Regions from separate parts of the Mus musculus genome. Here region 2 is linked to region 1. Evidence: chromatin contacts called from public HiChIP or PLAC-seq data. All regions are on one chromosome and are shown on one strand. Each heading gives the region's core, a stretch centred on a gene start, on an enhancer-like site or on the middle of the called end of the contact. The rest is flanking DNA. Distances are from core to core; before and after follow the strand shown. Region 1 overlaps Rbms2 (RNA binding motif, single stranded interacting protein 2). Region 2 holds the start of Ptges3 (prostaglandin E synthase 3).

Region 1 (5,030 bases), core at 1,300-3,799:
CACACTTAAAAAACAATTAATAAATCTCAGAAAAACAACAGCAAACAAATCAAAAGACAACACAAACAGAACCAGGATTGTTTTATTTTTGAACTGTCTCATATTTTTTACTTTCCAAGGGAAGATTTCTCATGAGTAGTTTGTGACAGTCATGATTTTCTTTTCGACTTATTTTGTGTGTAGAGACCATCTCGAGTAGCTCAGGCTGATCTCAGCCTTGATAAAGTAGCTAAGGCTGCCCTTGAATTCCTGATCCTCTACCTCTCGAGTCCTGGGATGACTTCATGTGGCACCACGTCTGGCTGGTTTTCTTGTTCCCTGCGCTTGCGTGTGCATGCGTGCACTCGCGCAGCAGACATTTCAGCCAGGCTGGCTTTACCAGTGAGCTCTGAGGATCCTCTTGTCCTGTCCCAGTGCTGGGGTTAATAGTCATGTGAGGCCACGCTTGATTTTACGTGTATTCTGGGGAAGAAACTTTTTTTTCATGTCAAGAATGTTTGCGGCATGTAAATGTGTACCACATGTGTGTCTGGTGTCCGCAGAGGCCATAAGAAGGTGTCCGATGGTTGTGAGCTGCCACGTGGGTGCTGGGAACTGAATCTGGGTTTTCTGCAATAGCCCCTGTAAGTGCTCAGTGCTTTTTTTTTTTAATACCAGGTCAATGCAGATGACAATTTTTTTTTAAGATTTATTTATTATATGTAAGTACACTGTCTTCAGACACTTTTTCTTCTCGCTGTGACTCACTTGCTGTTGCTGTCTTCAGACACCTCAGAAGAGGGCATTAGATCTCATTACAGATGGTTGTGAGCCATCATGTGGTTGCTGGGATTTGAACTCACGACCTTGGGAAGAGCAGTTGATGCTCTTAACCGCTAAGCCATCTCTCCAGCCCGTTCAGTGCTCTTAAACACTGATGCTTAAACACTCCAGCCGCTGGTGCTGAGAATCTGAACCCAGGTCCTTATGTCCTACCCAGCTGCCTCCCCAGTCCTTAGTTTTAATTTAATTTCTTTATCTGTCATAGCTATAGTAATGTAGTCAAATATAAGGACAAGTGTAGTGATACAAACTTGTAATCCCGGTGACTCAGGAGACTGAGATCAAGACTGTATTCAAGGCCAGTCTTGGCTGTGTAAGACCTTGCCTCAAAGAAAGAAAGGAAGGGAACAACAGCGAGGGAGCTCTGAGGTTACTACTCTTGAAGCGACCAGAGTTACATTCTCAATGCCCATCTCAGGTACCTTGCCTATAAATCCAGTTTCAGAAGGACTGGATGCCTCTGGCCTCTTTGCTCTCAGGAGCCAGGAGCTCATATTCACACCAACGACACACACACACACAGACACACACACACACACAGACACACACACACACACACACACACACACACACACACAGACACACACACACACACACAGAGACACACACACATGCCGGGGTGGAGGGGGCACAGGAGACAGGCAAGCTGGCACTTAGAGATCATTACATTTTTTTAAATTAAATTTTATTTTAAATTCTGTTTATGTATGTAGGTACGTGCATGCATGTATAGATGCCTGCAGAGGCCAGGGGTGCCATTGCCCTTAGATGCAGACTTACAAGCAGTTGTGAGCCACCAGATGTGGGTGCTGGGAACTGAATTTGGATCCTCTACAAGAGCAATATGAGCTCTTAACTACTAAGCCATTTCTCTAGCTCCTAAAAGTCTGTCTTCCTTCCTTCCTTCCTTCCTTCCTTCCTTCCTTCTTTCTTCCTCCCTCCCTCCCTCCCTTCCTCCCTCCCTAAGGGATAGGGTTGTAGGTCTATGTTAAAACACTTGCTTGGCTTATTCAAGGCTCTGGGTTCTATCCCTAGTACTAAATATATAAATTGATAAATAAAAAAAACCTAAAATCAGCTAATAAAGGCAGTCTTTCTTGGGATATAGTGTTAAATTTCTATGCATTGGAATTAAAATAGCAACAAAAGGGAAGCAAGCTTGTCAGCATTTGCTTGGAATCCTGGCATTTTGGGAACAGAAACAGAATAACTACATGGAGTTTGAGGTCAGCCAGCCTGTTCTCAGAGCAAATTTCAGCCCAGTAGAGCAAGACTCTGTCTTAAAGAAGGAAGGAAAGAGGGAGGGAAGAAAGGAAGGAAGGAAGGAAGGAAGGGAAGTAGGGAGGGAGGGAGCTGTGGGTAAATATAAAGTTACAAAATAGCCCAGGCAGTAGTTGTGGGTGCCCTTGATCTCAGCACTTGGGGAAAGAGGCAGACAGATCTCTGTGAGTTTGAGGCCAGCCTGATCTACGGAGCAAGTTCCAGGACAGCCAGGGCCTCAAAATACCAAGAGGGGGAAAGTTACAAGATGGAAAGGTGTGGATTTCAAAAAGGCTTGTACAAGATATTTTAATGTGATCATTTAAAAAAAGCTAATGGCCTTGAGTTAGATAAATAACAGAGCAAGAAAGGTTCGTTGTAGGTCTCGAGACTGTGCCTTCATTTTAGCAGGACTGCCCCCTCACAGACATGAGATAGGTGAGTAGGAGGGGAAATGTCTAGGAATAAAGGAATCCGAATTTGTGAGGTTTCTAACCACGCCTTCCTTGACATCATCTCCCTGGCATCTGTTGTTAAACTTAACCCTCACAGCAACAAACATTTCCTCCAGGAAAAGAAAAGGGGCTACTTTGTTTTTCTTACCCCCCCTCCCCCCCACGTGTCTGTGTTAGGTAGCTGTGCTCATGTGTGTGTGTTGGGGGGGGTGTGCTCAAGACTGAGGGCAGCGGGGCTGGTGAGATGGCTCAGTGGGTAAGAGCACCCGACTGCTCTTCCGAAGGTCCGGAGTTCAAATCCCAGCAACCACATGGTGGCTCACAACCATCCCTAACAAGATCTGACGCCCTCTTCTGGAGTGTCTGAAGACAGCTAAGTGTACTTACATATAATAAATAAATAAATCTTTAAAAAAAAAAAAAAAAAAAGACTGAGGGCAGCAATCTTTACCTTACTCATTGAGGCAAGGTCTGCCGGTTGAAGCAGAGCTCAGCATTGCAGACTCTGGCTTGCCAGCTTGTTCCAGGGGTTCCATGTCCCACAGCCACCTTTGGGGCCTGGAGTCACACACAGGTAGCTCACAAGTTCACTTGGGATTTGTGGCATTCCCGAGTGCTTGGCAAATTTCTTTACAGCTATCTCCCAGCTGTTGTGTGTGATGTTTTGAGAGGGGTCTCTCTGTAGCTCAGGCTATCCTTATCTCCTGATCCTGGGGTTGTAGGAATGTACCACACTGCCTGGCATGGGACTGTCTTTTATTTGAGATAATTTACCTTCCCCATAGATTTTGCTCACATGGCATGGTGATGTTCATAAATAGTTCAAGCACTTGGGGAGGTCCAGGCAAGAGGCAGTGAGTTCAAGAGTAGCCTCAGCTCTGTTCTTGGGTCAAGGCCACTGGAAGCTACCTAAAATGTGTCTCAAAAAACAAACAAACCAAAAAAACCTTATTTCCTGCCCCACATGTATCTCAGTCCACATAGACTTCTACTTCTGCTCTGTGGGAGGAGTCTTCACTCTTCTCTCCTGGCTCCTAGGTCAACAGTCATAACCCTTGGCTCTCTTACCTGCTCTCCTGTCTTCTTCCTCTTGAGTGAGAAATGATCTGTTTGCAACAGAGGGCAGAGACCTCTTCTCTCCCACGGTTTAATGTGAGGGCTTACCAGGCCAGAGCTCTTTAGAGCTACATCCCCTGCCCTCCCCGTTTCCCCTCTCTTCCATTTTAGTCCAAACTTGTGCTTCCTTGATCATTCAACTTCTTAAGCCAGGGTTGGTGGTGCATGCCTTTGGCCTTGGTGGGCAGTGCCATCCCTGGGCTGGGGTCCTGGGTTTTATAAGAAAGCAGGCTGAGCAAGCCTGGGGAAGCAAGCCAGTAAGCAGCACCCCTCCATGGCCTCTGATTCAATTGCTGCCTCCAGGTTCCTGTTCTGACTTCCTTAGATGATGAATGGTGATATGGAAGTGTAACCCTGGGCTGGTGAGATGGCTCAGTGGTTAAGAGCACCGACTGCTCTTCTGAAGGTCCTGAGTTCAAATCCCAGCAACCACATGGTGGCTCACAACCATCCGTAACAAGATCTGACACCCTCTTCCGGAGTGTCTGAAGACAGCTACAGTGTACTCACATATAATAAAATAAAATAAATAAATCTAAAAAAAAAAAAAATTAAAAAAAAAAAGTGTAACCCTTTCCTCTCCAATGTACTTTTTGGTTATGATGTTTCATTGCAGCAATAGAAACCCTGATTAAGACCAATCGTTAACGGTGTAGTGTGGTGCACTGTGATAGACCTGACCAAGTCTTTGGGAGGATCATGGAAGGACTTTGGAACTTTGGGCTAGAAAAGCCATTAAATGTTGAGACTTCAGTGGGATGTCGTGTGGGAGCTTGGAAGATAAAAATGTGGAGGGTAGAGGCCTGGCTTGTGAAGTTTCAGAGGGAAATTTAAAGACTATTAGTGGCATTTGCTATTTTGAATTAAGATTCTGCCATTCTTGTCAGCTGGGGCTGAAACAACAGTTGCAGTTAACAAGAGACTAGCACCACTGAAGGGAACCTTTGCCTTACTGGGACAATTGATGCTGGTCAGCTGGAGCTAAGAAATTAGCAGTGAATTAGAAGAGACCAGCATCACTGAGGTGAAATCTTCTAGGGGAAGTGTTTCCTGAGAGCACAGAGAAGCTGTGTTCCAGAGGTGGCCAAGGTTGTACCTCATGTTAGCAGTTGGCAATGTGTAAGAAGCACCCAGGTGGCCAGAGCGAGCGGGGCTGAGCCAGCAGAGGTCTTAAGTTTAATTCCCAGCAACTACATGATGGCTCACAACCATCTGTACAGTTACAGTGTATTCATCTACATAAAGTAAATAAATCTTAAAAAAAAAAAAGATGGTGGTACTTGTTTTTTTTTTTTTTGGAGACAGGGTTTCTCTGTGTAGCCCTGGCTATCCTGGAACTCACTCTGTAGACCAGGCTGGCCTCGAACTCAGAAATTC
Region 2 (5,030 bases), core at 1,494-3,993, 110 kb after region 1:
AATGTGCACAATGGTGCAAACCTGGTCCACACAGAAACCTCATCACAAAAAACAAAAATAAATGAGATGTGTGCACACTATATAGACCTATCTGGCCTTGATCTTATATAATCCCAATATATAATCCTATTGGGTTCACCTATAATCCCAAATAATTAGGAAGTGGAGGGAAAGAGTAGGAGTTCAAGGGGGATCCTCCCACATATTGGGAGGTTAGGCCACCTAGGGCAGCATAGACGCTTTCTCAAAAAACAATCCCTTTAAAGAAGGTAATAGGATCAGGAGTTGTACACCTTTAATCCTAGAACTCAGGGAGGCAGAGGCAGGTGTATCTCCAGCCCAAGTTCCAGGATAGCCAGAGCTACACAGGGAGAACTTGTCTCAAAAAAAAAAAAAAAAAAAAAGCTGGGCGTGGTGGTGCACGCCTTTATTCCCAGCACTCAGGGGGCAGGCGGATTTCTGAGTTCAAGGCCAGCCTGGTCTACACAGAGAAACCCTGTCTCAAAAAACCAAAAAAAAAAAAAAAACCTAAAAATCAAAACAGACAAAAACAAACAAGAGCACCCACACACACAAAGGTTGGAAAGATGGCTCAAGGGTTAAAAGCGCTGGCTGCTCTTCCAGAGGACCCAGGGTTCTAGCCCCAGCACCCACATGGTGATTCACAAACCTCTAGCTCCAGGGTATCCAACATTCTCTTCAGGCCTGGCCTCTAGCAGTGCAGATGATACACAAACATACAGACAAAACATCCACACCACACTGCTCTTGCTTCTACAAGAGCACCCAAGCAGGGTGGCTCACAACTGCCTCTAACTCCAGATTCAGAACTAACACCTCTGCTCTCAGCAGGCAGTTGGTTCTGGTAATAGAACTTGGGTTCTCAGCAAGGGTAGCCAGTGCTGTTAATCACTGCGCAGTCTCTCTACCTCCTAAATTGCTACTTCTGGATGAAAAGATGTTTCGTTTGGCTATGTTTATCTACTAAATTGATTATGTTTTACCTAGCAATTCATTTTCCCCGTACAGTTTGGAAAATATCAAAAAGTTTTTACATAAACTTGTCCTAAGAAGCCAACATGACATCAGAATACAGGTCAGTCACACACAAGAGCTTTTTCTTAACATCTCAAAGGTAAAATTTAAATCCATGCTGGTGAGATGGCTAAGCAAGTGAAGGCTCTCCGTTTCTCTACCTGACAACTTAAATTGTTTCCCCACAGACTGTCCTCTTACCTCCAGGAACACGAGGGGGTGGGGGGAGGGCACACACATGAATAAAATTACTATAATGAAACACTAAAATGTAAAACCTGCTACATATCTTTGTTTTTATGGGGGACTCCTCCAAATTTCTTTACACATTTTCTAGTACTACATGGTCTTCTTCTAGGACCTGTTTCTCAGCCACTAATTGGCTCTAGGACATCGTCTATCAATTTAGATTTTTAGCCATTCAAGCAAGCAGTTAAAACTTAAACTTGTACAATCGTTAAACTTTTTTTTTCAACTACAATCCGTAACTTTTAGTGCTGTGCATAGCAGCCACCCACACCACCCTCAAGTACTGTAATTCAATTCTCTCATATTTGAAAGTTGTCCAGGCTAGAAAAATAAGGGCAAAAATTCTTAGATTAAAAGAATCTGTAACCTCCATATAAACAAATTAAGACCTTCAGGCAAGTGAGATGGTCATTTTATACCTGTTTCACCTCCGCATACAAAGAGCATGACGAAATGCCACCCAAAGTTTATTGAGGTACAGAGAAGAAAAGAGTCCACAAGTATCTTGTGACTAGACACGTGCAGAACTACCTGCTCCATAGTAACTATTACTCGCTGCCAAGGAGGTGACCGCATTTGCTAGCGTTCACCATTTTCAAGAGACCCGAGATGTGGGAACGGGAAGTTTCGTTGTGGTGACGGCATGGCCCCCTCTAGTTGCCTAGCAGTGCCTGCCGCCGAGGGCCGCGTGGTGCCCTACCGGTAGCACCGGCTTACGGCGGCACCCACAAATGCTCTCAGCCCGGTCCTGCCGGGTCCGGGCATCAGCACCGAGCGGCAGGACTCCACGGCTCCCGGCGCCCTCATGGCGGAAAGCTCACACACGAGTTTAGGGCCTAAGGCTAAGTTCCCAGAGTTCCGAGAGAGCCAGGCTGTCTAGGGAAGAAAAGTGGGATTTCTGGCACGAGGAATCCGGGGGTCGATCTGGAGGTGGGGAAACGGACATCTGGAGGAAAAATGTCCTCCAACGGTAACAGGAACAAGGATGCAGGCCCTCCCACCCCACGGCAGGGCTGCCACCAGCGCGGGCGGGGAGAAAGGCGAAGGGCCGAGGGTGGGGGGAGGGCGAGGGGCCGTTTCCCGGCAGCCGGGGCTCCCGGCGCGGCCTCGCTCCGCTCCGGGACGACCTTCCGTCGGCGGGATGTCGCACTCACATGGTGAACGGGGCAGAGGGCCAGACAAACGGGTGGGCGGGCCTCGCTGGCGGCGGCTGGCGAGTCGACTCCTCTCCGGCGGCGACTCCGGCGGTCTCTGCCCGGTCGCGGCCTCTCCTCGCTCCTCTTAGGCGACGGCGGCGGCGGGCTCGGCCTCGATGCCCAGAATGCACCGCGCGGAGAGCGGCTCCCTCAACCCGGGAGAGAAGGAAAGTGTAGGAAAAGGGGCGCGAGGACGGAGAAGGAGCGTGCGTGCGCGCGAGGGGTGGCGAGGCCGGGCGGCGGCTGGTGACGCAGCAAAATGCCCGGGCCGGCCGCCGCGCGTGCGCAATCGCCGTTTCCAGGCTCTGCGCGGTTTTCTAGAGATCTCTACGGAAGGGGCGGGGCCTCCCGGCTCCTTCGCGATCCTTCCCGCGCCCGCCCCTCCCCTCGACCCTCCGGCTGCCCCGTTCGCGCCTGTCTTCCCGGGCTCCGGTCTCGCGTTAGCAAGCCGTTGGCCGCCAACCGCCTGAGCACGCTCGCGGGCGATCTCCCCGAGAGACGTAGGGGCCGCCCTGGAAGGCGGTGGGACGCTGCGGCGTATACAGCAGACCCCAAGGCGATGTGTGGGGATTGTTTTGTCTTAGACAGGGGTGCCTGCCGCAAACCCAGGTTGGCCTCGAGTTCAGTCGCCCGAGTCCGGGATTGCAGTCCTGTGCCAAAGCCACCACGCCCGGCAACGCCGGTTGCATCCGTGGAAAAACGGCTTCGTCCTTAAAGCCTGGACCACTCGCTGTTTTTCTGATTGTCCGGATCCCGCCTGGGCTCCTTTAGCGGAGGAGCTGCTTTTGCCTCTTTGCCTTTAGGGGCGCGCCTCTCCCCCCTGCTTGGAGACATTGGCGCCCTGGGGGAGGCGAGGAGGGAAGTTTCTAGATTAATTCGCTGTCTCCTTGCGTGAGTTCAGATGAGGTGGTTAAGGATCTATTTGAAAATCCTTTGACTGGTTTTGTATACAATGCCCTGGGTTAAATGGGGTTAGTAGCCAAGAACAATCTCTGCTTATCAAAAACTGACGGATTAGGGCAGAGGTAGACCAATGAGCCACTATTAGGACATCAGGTTTTTAGAGTAATCCTGCTTCAGTCTCTTATGTGCTGGTATTACAGGCTTTTTTCTTTTGATATTGATGTCAGTGCAGACTAATTGGTGATGTTGGCTGTATAGTCCAGATCCAATTGCCTGATGTTAAGAACTTTACCACCTGTCAGGGAAATGAAAATTAGTCTGGTGTAGTGTCACAGGCTTGTAATCTCAGCTGAAGGAGCTGGGACAACTTGGTAGTGTGGGCAACTTCCCTGTTTCAAATTTCCATTTTTTCCCGAGGTGATGTAAGTATTCTGTCAACAATTATGTATGTGTACCGTGTGTGTGCCTGATTCCCACACAGAGGTCAAAAATAGGGCCTGAGATCCTTTGAAACTAGATCATGTGAACCATGTAGGTTCTGGGAATAGAACCTATGTCTTTAAGAGCACCCAGTGTTCTGACTGCTGAACCATTAACTCCAGTTCCCTCAAAATTCGAAAAGAGCTAGGGTTCATGGCCCATGTCTGTAATCCCAACAGTGGGTTGGCAGGTAGAAGCAGGTTGATCTCTGAGTTTGTCCAGCCTTGTATATATAAAGACACATGCCTCAAAAAATCAGACTTGCCGGGCGGTGGTGGTGCACACCTTAAATCCCAACACTCCGGAGGCAGAGGCAGGCAGATTCTGAGTTCGAGACCAGCCTGGTCTACCAAGTGAGTTCCAGGGCAGCCAGGGCTACACAGAGAAACCCTGTCTCAAAAATCAAAAAACAAAACAAACCCCCCCCCCAAATCAGACAAAAACAAAACAGACAACCCCACCCCCCAAAAAGAAACATTTTCAATTTCAATAAAGGTTAGGATGTAGCTCAGTGGTAGAGTACTTGCTTAGCATGGGTAAGCCCTGGGCTTAGACCATGACACCAGCAACTACTAACACATCCCCAAAAGAAAAAAGACCCACTGTTATAATGGAAAATTGAAAAGTGTTAGAAGCACAAAAAAAGAGGGACATGTTAACTGGAAGAAACAGAACAGGCCTTGTTAAGAAACTTTTATCAGGGATGAAGAAATAGCTCAGAATTTAGAGCACTGGCTGCTCTTCTATAAGACCTGGGTTCAGTTCCATTAGTCCCAGGATATCTGACCTCTGGCCTCCAATGGCACCAGGCATGTGCATTGGGCATAGATACTACACACAGGCAAAACACCCCCACACAAAACTTAAACAAGGCCAGGTATGACATATGCCCTTAACCCTAGCACAGTTAAAATCAGGCCATCCAGGGCTATGCAGTGATTGATACTGTCTCAAAAAAAAAAAAAAAAAATGATGATGTAGAAGTTGACAGCACTTACTGCTCTTCCAGGAAACTCAGGCTCAATTGTCAGCTTCCACATGGTGACTCACTGTAACGTGGTGCAAAGGCACATACATACATACATACATACATACATAATACATTCATAATACATACATACGCAAAACACCAGTACAAGTAAAATAATGAAAATAGGATGGAAGGCC

What was found. HiChIP or PLAC-seq counts read pairs in DNA pulled down with a chosen protein or histone mark.
Region 2: an H3K27ac HiChIP or PLAC-seq map of trophoblast stem cells shows a contact between it and region 1, with 22 read pairs. The contact joins the promoter of Ptges3 here to the enhancer-like site in region 1. A contact is called at or near these places in 7 of 39 promoter capture datasets (HPC-7-derived erythroid cells, cranial neural crest, fetal liver and 3 more), 1 of 484 Hi-C or Micro-C datasets (B cells), 12 of 115 datasets of contacts at active chromatin or transcription factors (the SCID.adh cell line, bone marrow-derived macrophages, craniofacial prominence and 7 more) and 4 of 9 other capture datasets (adipose tissue, liver, macrophages and 1 more).

The regions. Positions count from the first base shown.
Region 1 is chr10:128,164,845-128,169,874 of GRCm38.p6, reverse strand. All of the region lies in intron 1 of Rbms2 (RNA binding motif, single stranded interacting protein 2), which reads left to right. Among named protein-coding and RNA genes, the nearest start is that of Rbms2, 9.2 kb to the left of the region's middle. Within about 2 kb of position 2,549, at least 24 of the 459 cell types and tissues checked have an H3K27ac peak or open chromatin away from gene starts, as enhancers often do. A contact at or near this core is called in the SCID.adh cell line and trophoblast stem cells, where this site is marked.
Region 2 is chr10:128,056,695-128,061,724 of GRCm38.p6, reverse strand. Ptges3 (prostaglandin E synthase 3) reads right to left here and starts at 2,743. Exons shown (of 8, transcript NM_019766.4): 1 at 2,439-2,743. The coding sequence starts at 2,440.